Linked DNA regions of Zea mays: regions 2 and 3 are each linked to region 1. The links are chromatin contacts, called in public Hi-C maps. All regions are on one chromosome and are shown on one strand. The core of a region is the stretch at or near the end of the contact, and the rest is flanking DNA. Distances in the headings are between cores, read along the strand shown.

Evidence for each region. Hi-C and Micro-C count contacts between places; a contact is called where the count stands out from the background.
Region 2: a Hi-C map of leaf shows a contact between it and region 1, with 4 times the contacts expected there. The contact joins the promoter of LOC100193596 here to the promoter of LOC100193210 in region 1. A contact is called at or near these places in 2 of 25 Hi-C or Micro-C datasets (both in leaf).
Region 3: a Hi-C map of ear shows a contact between it and region 1, with 2.2 times the contacts expected there. The contact joins the promoter of LOC100502194 here to the promoter of LOC100193210 in region 1. A contact is called at or near these places in 5 of 25 Hi-C or Micro-C datasets (bundle sheath, ear, endosperm and 2 more).

Annotation. Positions count from the first base shown.
Region 1 is chr5:33,204,208-33,207,832 of Zm-B73-REFERENCE-NAM-5.0, reverse strand. LOC100193210 (ATARP7) reads right to left here and starts at 2,027. Exons shown (of 7, transcript NM_001138363.1): 1 at 1,736-2,027; 2 at 1,431-1,643. The coding sequence starts at 1,813.
Region 2 is chr5:33,035,811-33,039,435 of Zm-B73-REFERENCE-NAM-5.0, reverse strand. LOC100193596 reads left to right here and starts at 1,873. Exons shown (of 6, transcript NM_001138699.1): 1 at 1,873-2,099; 2 at 2,207-2,286; 3 at 2,559-2,673; 4 at 2,769-2,821; 5 at 2,920-3,048. The coding sequence starts at 2,056.
Region 3 is chr5:33,072,063-33,075,687 of Zm-B73-REFERENCE-NAM-5.0, reverse strand. It overlaps LOC100502194, which reads left to right and starts at 1,797. Exons shown (of 14, transcript NM_001363211.1): 1 at 1,797-1,862; 2 at 2,385-2,493; 3 at 3,191-3,306. The coding sequence starts at 1,836.

The DNA.
Region 1 (3,625 bases), core at 778-3,277:
AAAAAAAAACCTGGGTTAAGAGTTCAAGCCACATGTCTAGAATACCCCAACCTAATTAATCTATATCTACACCAAATAATAAAATATAATAATGTTAAAGAGGTAAAATTTCTCTCTGCCCATTTTTTCGTCAACTCCCCCTGAGTACCCAATCGATGGAGAGTTTCTTCGGTCCTGCTTATTTTACTTCACAAAGTGCACTCATGCCCTGTATGTCTGCTTATTTTACTTCCCAAAGTGCACTCATGCCCTCTGTGTCACTGTCATGTATATGACCCAAACTCATGACCCATATTCGTACCATCATAGAGTTAGGGCAACTTGCAATAAGCAGTGATGAGTACGAAGTTCGATTCCAATATGTATAGGGCCGCATCCTATGTACCTCCTATGTGATTCGAACTCATGACCCACGCTCATACGAGTTGGAACAACTCGCATCTAGCGATGATACGTATTGGGTTCTGTTGCAAGATACGAGCATGTTTGCTAGCCACAACTTATAAGCCAAGCCAAAAAAAAGCACCACTGGACACTAGTCCATTAATAATTCAGCATATTTAGTTGTCCTAAAACAATTTGGGTCACGATTGGACACCCTAGCCGCACCCCATCAGCAAGGCTGCAACATGAAGCATTTCAGGTTCTGGACAAGCTTTTTAGCTTCATTCGAGCAGGGGGTCACGATTGGACACCATAACCACACCCCAACAGCAAGGCTGCAACATGAAGCATTTCAGGCAGAGGCGGATCTAAAGGGGGGGCAAAGTGGGCCATCCCCTCCCCCCCCTCAATTTTGTACATCCTTTTATGTCTAATGATTATTTAGTATTAAGTGTAGAAAAAAACAAAGTTTTAGATAGTATAAAGTCTTGTTCTAAATCTCTAAAACTAATAGCTAGTTGCTAAAATTAGGTGAGAGGTTTAGAATGGATCAACTAATTGTTAGCTATACCCCTCAAATAAGTATTAGTTGTTAGATGACCCAACCCAGCTAAAACCAGTTAACAGTTAGCTCTAGAGGTTTAGAACATGGCCTAAAACAACCATGTTATGAGCCTGCTCGTCGGATCCTCTCAGTCCAGTCCTTGCATCTACCAGTCTGACCCTAATCTTCCCGACACCACCTAAACCAGCCTGCTCGCTGCCCCGTTTCTGCCGCCGACCCCTTCTCGATGCGACGCCACCCGACTTAGCCCCTTCCCGGCGCCTCCGTCCCTTGTCCTGTTTTTATCGTGACGTTGATCCGCTCGACAGGCTAGATCTCGCTTGTCGCAACGATATGACTTGTCCCCTGCGGTCGGCGGGCTTGGCGAACTAGAAAACTATGGCTCTCATGTGGTCCTTTTGGCCCCCATGAATTTTCGTCCTGCGTCCGCCACTGATTTCAGGTTCTCGACAAGCTCTATTCGAGCAGGAGGATGCATCACCTTTGGCGTGAAGAGGGGTTCGGTGAAGAGAATCTGACCCTCGTCCCCAATCTCCCACCCAATGTCCCTGTACAGGACGTAGTTGAGTAGGTCCTCCATGGCGTCCCAGTCCTTGACGAAGCCGCGCACCACAGGGTGCACCACCTCCTCTACCACCGCGCCGTCAGCCATCTCCTGGTCCTCAACATCCAGCTTCATCTTCGACGGCATTACCTACCCAGCAAAAGGCCCCCAGCAAAATAGAAGGTCAAATAACTAAAAAAACACAGTGCACTGAGAGGCGTCCCAGAGATCCGCGTGCTCACCAGTGGGGGTGCCTGGTCGGGCGCCGCGATGCCGGCCTTGAGCAGCTTAGAGCCCGCGTCGACGACCACCGCCTCCATGGCCGGCGCCGGAGGCGGGGAAACCCTAGAATGCGGAGGCGAGGCGCTAGGATTCGAAGCTAGAGGTGGGTGGGACGGGGCACGAGATTAGCGAGGGTTTTGAAAAGAGGAGGCCAGCGGGAAAGACCGAAAGAGGAGGGCTGCGGAGAATTGCAGAGAAGCGAGCGAGGTGAGGGAGGACGAGGAGTCGACGTCGACGAAGCTTGGTCCTCCCACCTGGCCCTTCCAGATCTTGGATTCTTGGGCACTGGGGAGAGGTACAGGAGCGAGCGCGTAGAAACGGGGATAACCCGTACGCTCAGTCGCTCCCGGTAGGCTGAATATGTCTCGTTGGACTTCGATTTGACTCGTTAAACTAGCGAGTTTAGGTGCCTGTTTGTTTGGGATTCTAGGGCGATTCTGGCCGCCAGAAGCTGAAGCCGCGGCCAAACGCCTAGCTTCTGGGCCAGCTTCTGGCGGTCGCGCTTCCCACGGAAGCCGGCCTTGTACAGGAAATCAGAAGCCGCCCGACCCACGCGTCCGCTGGAAGCCGGCTATTCGAGAGGGTTTGCATCCACCGCCCGAGCCCTGCGTCCTCTGCAAGCCTCAGCTCTCTCCCTCAACCGCCGCCTGCTCCTCCGTCGCATCGGTGCGACGGCCTCGACCACAGTCCCGTCTCCCCTTCCGCGGCATTCGCTCAGCAGGTACATTCCTCCATTATCCTCCATTCCGTTGCGTATGCGCTCGTCCCCCGCTGCATCCTCGCTAGGGTTTTAACCTCGCCGCATCGTCCATACGGAAGACCTCGCCGCCTCCAGGTCTTCCGTATGCGGTCATCCCCCGTAGACGTGGCTGCATCATCGCTAGGGATTTGACCTCGCCGCCGCCAGGTCATCTGTATCCGCTCGTCCCCCGTAGACGTGGCTCCATCGTCGCTAGGGTTTTGACCTCGCCGCCGCCAGGTCTTCCGTATCCGCCCGTCCCCCGTTTTAGTCGCAAGGGTTTTCACCTCGCCGCCGCTAGGTCTTCCGCAAGGTTGCACTCGGCCGTTGCATTCCAACCTTCCATACCCTTCTTCCCCGATGTCGTGTTACGGATCAGGTGTACCCCATGTAGTGATTATGCTTTAGGTTGCATCGACGTGTGTGGTTCAAACTTCCCACTGTAATGAAGCCAATTGTGAACTGCTATGTAACGAAAATCCTGTTTATTTGATGTTCAGATCTCGGGGTGTTAGCTGTTTGTCTCTCTGTTGCATCACAGAATCTCCACTCCAACGAAGGTGATGTTCACATTTAATTAATTTCCCCTTCTTGTCATTAACATTGTGTATGTTAAGCAGTAATTGTTCATATGTTCACGTTTTTTGGTTACTCCATTGAAACTGTGTTTGTAGTGTCAAAAGTACACAAGTTAGTAGTAAATGTTTGGTATAGCCTCCTTTGTTAGCAGCCTAGGCACTGGAAAAGTAAGCCAAGATTTGTGTACATAGTCCCCATGTCTGGTATACTAACGACCTAATAAATCCACATCAGATGGATTCAGCTGACTCCATAGCCGACAAGGCAATTGGAAGGATGCAAGAGATTTCGGACAAGATATTTTCCGTAGTGAGGGAAACAATCCGTCCTAGACGCGGGTTGACCTCATTTGATGCTACCAAACTTCGTGTAGCTTTGGAGGAGATAGCTTGCATGCTGGAGCAAGACTCTCTGGTTTTGCAAGAACATTTGGACATCGTGAACAACTTTAACATCCCGGTTGACAGCAGCTATGAACCTTCTACCTTGTCGTCACCACCCCCATCTGACGACGACCTGACTCCACATTGGG
Region 2 (3,625 bases), core at 624-3,123, 170 kb after region 1:
AAACTACCCTATATCTTTGAGCGAAAAAATTGGATTATTTATATAGAAAACAAAAACAAATAGATTGCTCTTGAGAAAATAAAAGAAGTAGATGGCCTAGTAAACATATAAACAAATAGGTAAAACCAAACTAGAAGAATAACTAAACAAGCCATATGAGCCAACAGAAAACGTTTTGAATTCAAATACCGCATCCTGTCGTCTTTGGTTTTTCACTGAAAACCGCTAAAAACCGGAAAAACCGACCAGTTTGACATTCTAAATTAAAAAATCCAAAACTTTTAAATAAAAATAAAAACCAATTTCGTGACAAAAACCAGCGATAAACGGTGAAACCGTCCGGGAAACCACCAAATTTCAGCGGAAACAGGTTTCGTAGGTTTTTAATTTTTTGACCTATTTGTATTTTCAAATTTAAATAAAACGAGGTTCATAGATTTCTTGACAAGAAATGGGTTTTCATTGTTTTTAACAAAAATACTAATTGCTTTTAAAAACAAAAATAAGATATACCAAAAAAAACATTTAGTATTTTATCATAATTGTTTTCTGATTTATACATTTTTATTTTTTGTGAATTTAAAACGAAATTTGAAAGAAAACATGGTGGGAAACCGTTTCCAAAGGCTGGTGATAAACTGGACCGTAGGTTTAACGTCGATTTTTTTTCAACCCTGGTTCTATCCCAGACGCCGTTTGATCCACAAAATGTAACGTAAATAGTAATGGTAATGATTCACTCTTAACGATCGGCGGTAACAAGTTTGAATAAGCCGATATCCATTTCTAGTGTGGTATCCAATTACGGTTGAACTTAAACAAATATGATTTAACGTTATTGGTTGTCCATTACGTTACCAATATGTGAACCAAACGGCACCCCAGTTCTCATCCCGTCTTATTGCATATAATCTCCTTGGAGAAGTCAGCTCTCCAGTTTTGGTATATCTTCATATTGATTTGTCTAAAGATATAGCCATTTCTCTAGTTCCAGATGGTCCAACGTACAATACTTTATGGTTGCATCACTAATGGTTTTGCCCGGCCATTAGTTCCCGTTTTGCATCACTAATGCTTGCATCAGTGGCTCTAAAACACGTTGTATCTCCATTGGGCCATGCTGGTCTAAGTCATCCCATATATTTGAACCATATAAAATTCAAATATTACAATCAAATAAAGTTTATCGCTTACTAAATTAAAAATATTAAACAATATGAGTAGCATTTGACCACATAAGTTCTAAATGTTACAACAACATTAAGTCTATGTATTACTAAATTAAAGAAACTACACAATATATGATTTATTAGGACGTATCGGCGCAAGCAAGACCCATACGTATGTGCCATGCTGGGGCCCAACAGGCCAAAATTTAAGACTTGACTTTAGACTCATGTTTTTAGCTCAGTCCATATTATTTCGTGTCAGAGCATACTTACTCATGTTTTTAAACCGTGCTCCTGCTGCCTAAAAAATACCACCCATATTCTCAGCACTAACCACCACCGCTGCCGAACCAAAACAGGCACCGGTTTAGGTTTTGCCCGGCCCAGTCCAAGTGTCCAACCCTACAGTAGTTAGCGAGAGGAAAACAGACGCAAATTAACCGTTTATTTACAAACCACCACCACCCGGCCCTACCTCCAGTTCGACACGCAGAGCAAAAATTCAGAAAGGCCCAATTAGGACAGTTAGAATAAAGGCGCCATAGGATCACGGATCACCGGAGGCGTTTTGCGTGATTGATTGCGTTTCGTAAGACTCATTTCTCATTTGTTTTGCTACGTTCGCTTTGTCCCTTTCCTCCTCGCCCTGTGCTTGTCTCGCACGTTCTCTCTCGCCTTCCACAGGCCCCCCTCCCCTCGCTCTCCCATCTCATCATCTCGGCGGCTGCAATAAAATAAATCTCGTGCAGGGGGGAGGGCGTACGACGACGTGGACGCACCGTCAAAGGCACCAGGCTGAGCAACCCCTCTCTCTCTCCCTCTTATCCCCAAGGCGAGGAGCGGAGCGGAGAGGAGGGCCCTTCTGCTTGTTTCTCCGCTTTGCAAGATGTCGTCCCCGAGCAAGCGCCGCGAGATGGACCTTATGAAGCTGTAAGGATACTGGACCTCTTGGTCTGTCTTCCAATTTCCCTCGGCATGTTCTGCTTGTTTTTTTTTTCTTGATCTGGCCTTCCTTGCCGGCTTTCTTGGCATCGCAGGATGATGAGCGACTACAAGGTGGAGATGGTGAACGACGGGATGCAGGAATTCTTCGTCGAATTCAAGGGCCCGGCCGAAAGTAATAACCCTCGCGCCGAATCCCAGCCTCCCCCCTCTCGCGCCGAATCCCGGTTTCTCCCCTCCCTCTGCCTCCCGGCGGGCTGATGATCCACGTGGGCTGGGGGGAGATGGGTTTCCGGAGAACTGCCAATCTACCCTGTCGATCGTGTTCAGATATTCTTGTTCGTTTAGCTTCATCCTCGATTGGTTGCTCAGTTGACCTGAAGCGTCCTTTCTTTTTCAGTCATACTTTTTTTTTTCTCTCACACGAACTCGTACTCCATTTGGTAGGTATCTACCAAGGTGGTGTCTGGAAGGTTCGGGTAGAACTGCCTGATGCATACCCTTACAAATCCCCGTCCATCGGCTTCATCAACAAGATTTATCACCCGAATGTCGATGAGATGTGAGCGTTATGGTCTTCAACTACTTTTCTTATTGCAGTTGAAGCTCAAGGAATTAACATTTCCTTACCTACTCTTGTTTGGTCGCAAAATGCAGGTCTGGCTCTGTCTGTTTGGATGTCATAAACCAGACATGGAGCCCAATGTTTGGTGAGAATACTCTCTTCCTTTCTATTGTTGCTATGAGCACTTTATCTTATACAATCTATAGTCTGAGCAAGATCTTTTTCTACATTTCTCTTTTGCAGATCTAGTAAATGTTTTTGAAGTATTCCTTCCACAGCTGTTGCTGTACCCAAATCCTTCTGATCCATTAAATGGGGAGGCTGCAGCACTGATGATGCGTGATCGGCCTGTTTATGAACAGAAAGTGAAAGGTACAGTGCTGCAGTAAAATCTTATGGTTGTTTTCAGTACATAGTCTATAGTTCTAAGATATTGTTTGGTTGAAGCATCACCTCCAGGTCTACCTGGCCATAATGTTCTACTACAGATTCATTCTTTTTTTTGTCATATGCATTGCAACCTTGAAATACTTGCTTATCGAGTGTAACCCACACTAGAATGTTCTCTTGCAACCAGGCTCTTTGTGCACCAAATCATAGAGAGAAGTTCTGGTCTTTTTTCCCATAACTTCGCTTTTTTACATTAGTTAACAGCAAACTGAGTTATCTTAATCCTATCGTGTTCAAGTTACACTACAACACAATCTACCAAGGTCTCCAAAATCTACATTGCTGACTAATATTGTTAAGAGAAGGTACTACCGATTACTAAGTTTGAGGAAATATAAGACCACCCGCAGTGTGCTACCAAAATGATGTCCGGAGAGGAAAGAGAGTATTCGAACATCAACATTGCATTCCGGTGCCTGGTTTTTCGTGTTGCAGTCATGATAACAGAGTTCAGTCATCGATGTCCTACACTGCGGCTCAAACCAGAGATGAAGCATCG
Region 3 (3,625 bases), core at 548-3,047, 130 kb after region 1:
AGGGTTCATCCCAAAACTGCGAACAAACTAGATAAACCCCTAAGAAATCCTTACGAATTACTCAGAGACTCGGGAACTACATCTAGTAGATGCACTTGCGCGCACCCAAGACCCTAAGTTCCCGACAGGAAAGCCTCTGAACAACTCCAAGGAGTTGCACGAAGGCTTGGGGGCTCTTGACGGGTACCTAGGGATGGGGTATCCAAAGTAAGCCCATTATTTTTGATGGCCCATCTAAATTGATCAGGCCCCATCGAGCAACTCTACGAGGCGGACGGGCTGACCATGTCCCGCCGAGCAACTTTGCGAGGCGGACGGGCCGGCCAGATGTTGTTGAGTGACTGCGAGATAGACAGATCGACCATGTCCCGGATAGGTCGACCAGGTGCCGTCAAACGACTGCGAGACGGACGGGCCGATCAGATTTAGCAACTATGTGAGGAGCGTCTAGATGTTTATTTATATATGAAGGACTATAAAACATTTCTCCACCATTATTAGACCTCCTTTAGAATGGAGGAATTTTTCCTAAATGGACTGATTTTTGTAAAATTACCATTCGATTTCTCTGAATTTTCTGCATTTCAAAGGGACATCTAGATGTTTACACTCTCTATTAGACTACTTCGAGCAACTTATCTATCTCTATTATATATTTTAAACTCTACTATGTAAACAGACTATAATTTAAAATAATATTTTAATTGATCATATAAATGAATTTCCGTAGACCGTCTTGCAAAAAGAAGACCAAGTTGACAAACATTCCTAACATAGCACATGCACATCCAAGATCCAATATATACAAAACAATTAAAATTCTAAAATATCCGTGTGGGAACGCAACCAAAACAATCCCCCACCCTCTACCCAAAATAAGATATTTATCTAAACCCCTACCGGTCTACTCCGTACGGGGCCAGCCGTGTACGCCTGCCGCTTTTCGTCTTTTCCAGTCTTTTTCCTGGCAATTAATAAAGCGGAAAGGATGGGCAAGAAAGCAAACCAGCAGCAGCAGATTAGATTAGCGCCGTGCCGGAAAAACAGCTCCTCGCCTCTCTCCCCCATTCCCCGGTACCTGAATAAACAGTGTGCTGGTGCAGTGTGACTGCGAGCGCGTGGGTTTAGTCAGAGCTTCGCGGATTTCGCGGGTGCTTCGGTCGTTGGACTCTGATGGCCGCGGCGCGGCGGCAGGCCGCGGTGCTGGTGCTGGTGCTGGCGTTGGTGATGGGCGCGGGGTTGGCGCCGGGTCCCCGCGGATGCGCTGCGCAGGGGGAGGCTGTGGTGGTGTCCAGCTACGGGCAGGGCCGCCTCTCGCTCAAGCCCTACGACTGGACCTACCTGCGCGGTGAGACAGTTTCAGGGTTCTATAATCTCGGTTTTGGCTTTCTTACGTTCTCCTTCTTCGGCAAAGTTTCGTCCATGTTATACCTTTTGTTTGGTGTAGGTGGATGTTAGTTTTTTCCGGGGGGTTTGCACGATTTTTTTATTTCGTTTTTTGTGATAGGATCATAGGAATCGTGGTGATGAAACTAGCTGTTGTGGAATTTCACCGAAAACGCGACACACGTGTCGCGGAATTCTATTTGCTTAACAGTTCGGTAGGTTCTGTTTAGTTTCGGCCTTTCAGATGCTACTTTCCCGCAGCTGTGGAATTTTGGTTTAGTTTTGGTGTTCCGTTCTGACACGTCTTTGCTACAACTGAATACTACTGTACTGATTTGTCTCATCCGTGGAAATTCTATTTCATTCATTCCTTTTTTCTGGATCGATCTTTTAATACTCTACTTCCTGTACGAACAGTTGAGCTCCCGCCGTCGTTCTCTTCTGTCACCATGGATTTCGCTGCTGACATAGACCTTGTAAGTGAAAGATTCTGTCATCTCGGCCGAGCATTATTGAATTATTAAGTAAGAGTTATTTTCGCTGCTATCAGGTTTATTAAGTGGGTATATGTTCGTATTTAATACTCTTAGTGGTAGTACCGGGGTCATGCTTGGTATCAAGCACTGATTAGTGGAGTGGCTAAACTGCTCTTAGATCATGCGTGTCTGCCTATCAGTTCACATGCCAGTGTCTAAATTGGAGGGGAGGAATTGTGGTGTTCCAAATCAATGATGGGTAAACCACTTGTATTTTTGGCATTTTCCTTTCACATTTTATGGGCAGTTTTGAGCTCAGTGCCTTGTATATATAATGGGGGTCGGAGGGATATGAAACACTAGCGTAAGTTGTGTTGTGATGCATAACAGTGAGTGGAAGTTTTCTTTTCTTCGATTTTTTTGGTGTGGCAACCCCCATTTGACTTAAACATTACTAAATTTATTATATACCTCACATGTTTCTTATCTATAGTTTGTGGAATATTTCTTTGAATAATGCAGCAGAGGGAGCGCTTGAAAGGCATTCCAAGAAACAAGCTTGCTATTATCTGTTTGATGAATTCCAACCCTCCTATTCCTGATATATCTGATTCTTATCTGGACAATTTATGTGAGTGCCACATTTCCTAGTGTGTTTGTTGTTGCATTTGATGTTTCCATTTTCTATTTAAACATTTCATGCACCTGCTTAATTGTACGGCAAATTTGTTTAGGTTGCTATATGTAGTTTGCAACTGTTCTCTTCTAAATTGAATGGATGTTTTATACCCTATTAACATTATTCTTAATCCTATCATGATTGGTGCTGTAATATATTTTCATGGTTCTAGTATAACTTTCTCGCAAACATTGGGTGACAAAATAAGAAAGATCATCACTGCACATGTTTGCTAATCCAGAACCACATAATCTTTCTTCAGGTTGTTCATACTGAAAACCAATTACTTCAGATTTCAATGTAATATTGTAGAGTAATTTTGATGATCAGCACCTTGTGCTATTTCACATCCAACATGAGGGCGTTGAACTTTATAGCCATCTAACATATGTGTTATTTCCTGCTGGCGTTGAGCAAGATATTTATTTATATGAGCTAGAAACTTCCCATCAAGTGACAGTGCTTTACCTTTCCAGTTGTTTGGTTCAAATGAATAATATATTTTTGTAGAGAAAGAAGATAGTTGATTTTGGGGGGCATCCTTCTGTTAGCTTTCTTTGTTCATCTTTTTCTTGAAATCTATTCTTAAATGCGTAAATAGCTTTCTGAATCATTCAACTAATTTTGACAGGAAGGTTCTTTATTGCAGTATCAAACTCTCTCCCAGATGGACCTTTTGGTAATAGCAATATAATTAATCAGCCAAATCTGGTGCAATGCATACCATTTCAGAAAAACACAACGTTAGTGCTAACAAATGACCAGGTAAACTATCCTTATACCATGATTTGCTAAAAGAATATCTATCATATGAGATCTATTGAGTGATACCCCCTCATTTAAATTATATAGTTCACTTTGCCTTTGTCCTAAGTTAAACTTTTCTAATTTTGACCAAGTTTTCAGAAAAATATATTAACACCAACAAGGTCAAACAAGTGGTCAATCAAAACATTTTTATGGACAATTTAATGAAACTAATTCAAAGTTAAAGTAGTTTGACTTAAGACAAAACCAAAGTAAACTATAATTTGAAACAGAGGGAGTATGTGGTAATGTTATCCTAATTTTAGCAGCACATCAT